2 separate regions of the Pan troglodytes genome follow, and region 1 is linked to region 2. The links are chromatin contacts, called in public Hi-C maps. All regions are on one chromosome and are shown on one strand. Each heading gives the region's core, a stretch centred on a gene start, on an enhancer-like site or on the middle of the called end of the contact. The rest is flanking DNA. Distances are from core to core; before and after follow the strand shown. Region 1 holds the start of ARHGAP28 (Rho GTPase activating protein 28). Region 2 overlaps ARHGAP28 (Rho GTPase activating protein 28).

Region 1 (3,393 bases), core at 773-3,272, 150 kb after region 2:
AATTAAGCTATTCTCTTGTGATTGGGTTGCAGGGGGCCAGGGGGTCCTGCAGCAGAGGAACAATGGTACCAAGGCTCCCATAGACAGAGTGCAGGGCAGTCATCAAAAATGCAAACTTGGAACAACGTGAATCTAATTGGCAACCTTAAGGTGAAATACTAGCTCTGACATGTAACGCTTGCTCTCATGTATTATCATTCCACAAGACCACATGCTGAGTTAATAGAACTTCTGCTTCTAGTTTGCTTTGGAAACGGATGTAGTTTCAAATTGCCCAAATGGCACAATCTGGCTGGCGTTCTGAGACAGCTGCTGGGAATTATAGACAGGACAGCTACACTAGAACCGTTTAAGAAATGGACAAACTTGGCCCATGCTTTTCATCAAAACACACACACACACACACACACGCACACACATATATATATATTTATAGTTAGTCATAATCTGAGTACTTACAGCCAATAATTATGTTTAGAAAAGAAAATACCCTAAAGACAAATGCCAGTTTATATCTTCGAGCAGCCTTTAAAAGTATATGCACAACTCCTAAAGCTGGAAAAAAAATGTTATTTTCCCACTGTCTTTATATAAAAATGAGATTTCACTCAACCTGCTGTTTTTGAAAGAAACAACATTTTCTTTGTTAGCCAAGCCCAACATAGATCTCTTGCCAATGTACTTTGTTCTTCTCATGGATACTAGCCAAAAAGATATTCCTTGAAATAAAGTCACAATCTGTTAATTAGGAAATCAATTAAAATCACAATCAATTAAATTAGGAAACAGAAGTAATTATCGCACAACTAAAGTTAAAAGTATGAGATAAAAGAAATGATTAAAAATAAACATGATGAAAACACACCACTCAAACTGCCCCCTTGTAAAGAAAAGCACTCGTCGGTGGATCAGATAGTCACATTTACACAAATAAAACTTCCCCCAAATATGTATTAAATATCTAACCATCTCACTCATCATAATACTTTTGTCTACCCACTTAAACGTTTTTGTTTCAGTTAATGAAAGTCTCACTGGCCTTGATCTTGCATCAAATGGATGATCACTGATAGAGTAATTTAACATAGATCCTTGATTAAATCTGAAATGTACAGGATGAGATGCTTATAGACTTCTTTTGACCAAAAGGAAATATAATTGCATTGACAGCATAGAGTTGACATTAGCAGTAATCAAATAACGACACCAATGCCTTTATACAATTGAAAGGCTTTAACATGTAGAAATAAAATTGTCTTTAAAAGTCTATTGAGGTGTACTTTTTAGAGAATTTCTCAACCTAAATTTTAAACCAGGCATGCAGTTACTGAACAAGCTCTCAAAAGGAGTATTCTGAGGATTTAGGGTTATTCATTTACTGTTTTCTTTTCATGTGCTGCTTGTGTTTCATTTGGAATATTTTTTAATTTCCCGATGTTTTATAGGCAACTTTGGCCGAAATGAGATATACATGACTTATCCTCAAATCGTATCAAGAATGCAATCCTGCTGCTAATCTCTGCTAGCCAACGACTTCAGCCCAGGCTGGTGGAGCCTTCGAGCGTTTCCCACCTCCAGTCAAAGACAGTGCAAAGAACCCCAGGCTCACTCATCTAGTCCACCAAAACTTGAAACAACATCCAGTGACGGCGGTCGTGCGCTCAGGCAGAAGGCGCAGCTGCACGGCGAACCCCCCAAGCCCAGCGCGACTGCGCCGCCCTGGTGGGAGCGGCTCCGGGTACCTGCTGAGCGGGTGGCTGGCTGCGGCGCGGGGCGCGCAGCGCGACTCGGCGTTGGGGGGCTGGGCGCGGGCGTACGAGTGGTAGGCGGTCAGCACCACGCCGCCCGAGTCCTCCACCTCCATCGTCAGCCGCGCATGTCTCGGCGCCGGCCCCAGAACAAAGACCGGGACCAGCATGGACCGGCGCGCCGGGAGGCTGTCAGCAGCTGGGCGGCGCGGCCCGAGGTGCGACCAGGCGCTCTCTCCCGCGGCTGTCAGGGGCCCCCGGGCAGGCCCGCCCCGCCCCGGGCGCGCGAATTCGCAGACGCTGGGAACCACGCCCACGGGCTGGAGTGGGGGCGGGCATAGTGCGTGTGTGTGTGTGTGTGTGTGTGTGCGCGCGCGTTCCTGTGTGTGCCTGTTTGTGTGCCTGTGTGTGTGCGTGCGTCTGTGCCTGTGTCTGTGTGTGTACCTGTGTGTGCCTGTTTGTGTGCCTGTGTACGTGTGCACGCCTGTGTGCGCGCCTGTGTGTTTGTGCCTGTGTGTGCGCGCCCTTGTGTCCATGTGTGTGCCTGTGTGCGCGCGCCTGTGTGTGCCTGTGTGTGTGCCTGTGTGTGTGCGCCTGTGTGTGCGTGCGCGCGCATGTGTCGGGAGTGCGCGGGGAGGTGTGATCCCCGCTTCTAGGAAACTGGAAACCGGCCGGGATCCTTTGGGGCTCCTGCTAGCGGCTCTAGTAAAGTTTGTTTTTCTTTGTTTCTTTTTTTTTTCCTTTTCTCACTCCCCCTCCCAGCCCTCTTCCAACTGGAGGCTTATCCTGTGGCTGGGAACATTTCCTGCCTGGCTGCGAGGAGTGAGACTAAGAAACCATACCTCAGGCTGAGGAGAGAGGCCAGGTTTGATATGTGTGCTCTGGGGAAGAAAAGGAGAAAATGTGACACTCTCTCATTTAAAGCATCCACATCAAAAATTGAAGAACTGGATTACATTGCTGTTTACTTAGTCAAGTTACAATAAACTTGATTTCCTTTTGGGTCAGGTAATCCCCTTTTACAGCAAGGGAACGCTTCCCTCCCACACCCTCAGTGCGCCACTACCAGACTCTTACCTCACTCTCACATCCCTTTCCTCCTCCCAATCATGATCACATTAACAGATACCGTTTGCAGCTTGTCTGAAAATTAGACTTTATTATTATAAGCCAAATGGATGTTATTTCCAGAAGTTACTGTTGGTGGGGGACGATGTAGGGACTGGTTCGAGGTAGATTAAAAGGGGCATCATTAGAAATCTTGAGTCTGAAGTATGTCCTTATCCACATAGGACTAATAGCACAAATGGAAAAACAACATTCTTATAGCTGATTAAAAAGTAACCAGAAGTATGCCTAGGAAGAGGCCCACGTGAATGTTTTACTCACACGGACAATGTGCTTTATCTGCTGTCTCTTCCGTGCATCTCTAGGAGCTAGATGAAGTGGAAAGACAAGTTAATCTATCCCTTACTGGAGGGCAACTTGATCATGCTACTTAACATCTCGGAATCTCTGTTGCTGCATCTGTGAAATGGGGAAAATAACGTTCATCTCGTGGGATTAAAGCAACAAGTACATATTAGGTTTTCAAGAAATGGGGGTACTCTTTGCTCTTTACATTCAACAAGAAGGGACACATTTA
Region 2 (3,443 bases), core at 904-3,403:
TTTAAGAAGCAGTGAGGTCGTATTTTTTGATGCATTATCACACACCAGGCTCTATTCTAAATGACTTCATTCAATATCCACGGCAACCCTGACAGGTAATTATTATCTGTAATTTACAGATGTAGTAACTGAGGCTCAGAAGGTTTGATTGCATGGCTAACAGATGGTTGCACAGGAATCCAAATCTCAAGAGCCTGGTCTTTCTGCAAACCCCTCTGCCTTTTAATGATTATAAAACCCTAAACCAGGCTTAAGTATATAAGTATGTAAGTAGGTGACTGTTTGCCATCAAACTTAATATTCCACCAAGCACTGTCAGGACACAGCAAATCTATACATGAGCACATTTGATTCAGCATCTCTCTTCTGCTCTCACTTTATTGACCTTATATCTTAGCATATTCACATATAACGTCTTCCACTTACTTTCCATTAGACTGATGAAGGCAGGTATATATTCCACAGGGAAGAGAGAGGTGGGTAGTTCTCTGAAAAACGCTTTCAACATTACTGCAGCTTCTCTATGGCACATTTTGTCCCATTTAAATTTATCAGCATTAAACTTGGCATCAAGTTCTTCACGGTATTGCTGTAAATCAAGGAAAACAGTCAGTATTCAATGCATTTTTACCACCTGACCCCATTTTCCCCTTCGAAAACTGTTCTTATATAAACTGTTTTTGTAAACAGACTGGTAAAGTAATGTCTACCAAGAGTAATTTTTTTCAACATGATTAAGGTAAATAGCTATGTGAGGATGAATTTTTAAAAACAATTTTCTAAAATATTTAAAAAATAATGTTGATCTTGAAATAATTTTCTAATTCTACACAAATATAGAAGTTCTCTACTCTGATCACAGTTTCATTTCTGTGGTTTTGGCAGAATACCACTATTCCCACATGATAAATACACTGTTAGATTCTGACAAAGTCTCCGTTCCCCCTCTTTTCATAATCCCTTCTGCCATCCTCTCTTCTGTTTCTAAATTAGATCAAGAAGGTTTGCCTCTCAGCCAGTTCACAAACAGAATGAGAAATATCCCAATAAAGTAACTCTGACCTCGCTGCAACATGCAAACCTATGACATCTTCCTGGAGCAGTGACAGCGAAGTTTTATTCCAAGACAGACACATGCCTTCCACATGTTTGCATGCTTGCCCAATCCTTTGTAAGGTTTGGAACACTGTGCAAATACTTTTAAAAAAACCTCTAAGCCTCCGTAAGTTCTACTTGGCTAACAAATTTTACATTATGAATTCATCTGATTATCAATGCCACTCAGGCTTCATGTTTCTTTTCAAAGGCAAACTCATTTTTTACTGCTCCTTTGAACTACAAGGTTTACCTATAATGCCAGCAGTTATAGTCAGTCTCCCAGCTGACACTAACTGCTCCAGAAAAGATACTTAGAAAGGGAACTCTAAAAGCTCTGTTTCTTTAAGACCTCTGCTTTATTCTCATGAGAAGCCTAATTCTTCTGGCCTTGAGCATGCACAGCCAGAGTCAGTGTGCACATCTGACCTTTTCCTAATAAGGATTAGCTCATTAACCAGCCAGACATAATCACTCTCTTGGCTCCCAGAGCCTGAAAACTGGAGGTCCCTGGCAGCACAAGTTTCTTGCAGAGATACACATGATTCTGATGCACCCTCTAACCTCTACTGATAAGATCAAAAGGAGATTTTCATCTTGCCCTGGAGAAGCTTTCAATCTTATAGGAATACTTTGGCTAATCAAGAAACCCTCTGGTGATAAATACACTTTACAAAACCTTAAGCATAAATATAAAGTTCTTCCTAAAATGAAAGAGATAGAGTGGGCTCTGAAAAGAGGATGCATGAGATCCATTCTTTGCCTTTCGGTGTCCTGTAATCTAGTGGGTGGGACTATTTCATGAGCTGATACGACTAATTTAGAGTGCACATGCTATAAGAAAAGTCATGTATTGGTGCTATGCAGCCAGGAAAGAGAGGAGTCAAACTCTGCTAGGGGCAAGTCTTGAGGATTACAGGGAATAGGAAATAGAAGGGGATCCTGCTCAAGCAGTGACACAAATGCCAGCAGATCCAGTGTGTCTGGGGAACTCCAGTTCATTCAGCCTTGCTGGCGCATCTAGGGCAAGCAACAAGGCTGGAGAGCAGCGAGCGCCAGTGCTAAGGGGACTAGCCTTCACGCTGTAGGCAATGAGGCAGCCTGGAACATCTCTAAGCACGGGAATGGCAAGGGTAGATTTGTCTTTTCTGACAGCCAGATGGAAAAATGATTTGGGGGAGCGTGGAGCTTGGCATAGGTCGGGTGGGTGGAAGCAAGTGACAGGCAAAGAACCCAGTTATCAAGCCACAGCACCACTTCCAGGGAGGGATAACTAAGGACTAATCTGGATAAACAGTTGTAGGATAGAAAGGAGAGGAGGCATTGAAGAAATGCCCAGGAGGGAAAATTCTCAAGAATCAGTGATGGATTGAATATGAGACTCAAAGGGAGAAATAATCATCCGAGATGATTTTCCAAGACGATTTCCATCTGATTTGTAATGGGCAGATGGCAGTGTTGTTAACAGGAAAAACACAGGAGGAGGAGTAAGCATTTCCCATCAGTCGCCTGGTACCACTGCAGTAAAGCAAAGGGGACATTGTTTTCCAAGTGCACAGGAAGCACCAGCGAGAGGAGAAGAATTCAAATTCATTTTCCACATACCTCTGCAAAGGAATCTATCTGAATCACAAATGTGGCCGTCCTAACCTGTGAGTAGTTCCCAGTCACCTAAGGGGCAACAGGGCACCAGGGTCAAGGGCAGGTGCTACAACCAGATCCTTTAGGCTTTTATCCGAACTCAGCAACTGACTAGGTTATGGTCTGTGCTTCAAGCTTCTCAATGTACAATGGAATATTAAAACGACATTCCCAAGATCAAAACAAATAATATCATGTAGAGCTCACAGGGCAGGGCCTGCCATGCTGACAGCTCTCAATAAACACCGCACTGGCTGCTCGCCCCTCCCCCACTCTCAGGTCTATTCTAACCTGCAGTATCATTACTATGGGAATCCCACGCGTATGCGGCGTGACTGTTTAGGGAATAATACCGCGTCATATTGTCTGGATGGCTAGTATAAAGCAACACTGAGAGAAATAATGTCTTTTTTTGGTTCTGAACAGAGCTGACATTTCTGTGGTGGCCCCAATGTGAAACCACGTCAACCGGGTATGAGTTTACCTTGCCAAAGATGGGGAGCACTTAGAGGTTCAGAAGCCCTGTTTTTCTGACCCCTGACTAGGCAAGGATGAGAAGTCTTGTCATTAAATCTCCCTTCAGCAAAAATGCAATGTGCCTCTATTTTGGAGGTAGTTTTATACAAATGCAAATGACCAGCCTAAATAAGCCAGGTGAGGTAATTATAAAACATTTAGAACAGCCTTGGAATGATTCAAACTAGTCA

What was found. A called contact is a pair of places that touch in the nucleus more often than the background predicts.
Region 1: a contact with region 2 is called in a Hi-C map of induced pluripotent stem cells, with 1.6 times the contacts expected there. The contact joins the promoter of ARHGAP28 here to the enhancer-like site in region 2. A contact is called at or near these places in 2 of 7 Hi-C or Micro-C datasets (induced pluripotent stem cells and stem cell-derived neural progenitor cells), 1 of 1 datasets of contacts at active chromatin or transcription factors (stem cell-derived excitatory neurons) and 1 of 1 other capture datasets (stem cell-derived neural stem cells).

Annotation. Positions count from the first base shown.
Region 1 is chr17:24,163,915-24,167,307 of NHGRI_mPanTro3-v2.0_pri, forward strand. ARHGAP28 (Rho GTPase activating protein 28) reads right to left here and starts at 2,023. Exons shown (of 19, transcript XR_001711230.4): 1 at 1,743-2,023.
Region 2 is chr17:24,014,663-24,018,105 of NHGRI_mPanTro3-v2.0_pri, forward strand. ARHGAP28 (Rho GTPase activating protein 28) reads right to left here. Exons shown (of 19, transcript XR_001711230.4): 11 at 427-589. Among named protein-coding and RNA genes, the nearest start is that of ARHGAP28, 150 kb to the right of the region's middle. Within about 2 kb of position 2,154, at least 4 of the 24 cell types and tissues checked have an H3K27ac peak or open chromatin away from gene starts, as enhancers often do. A contact at or near this core is called in induced pluripotent stem cells and stem cell-derived neural stem cells, where this site is marked.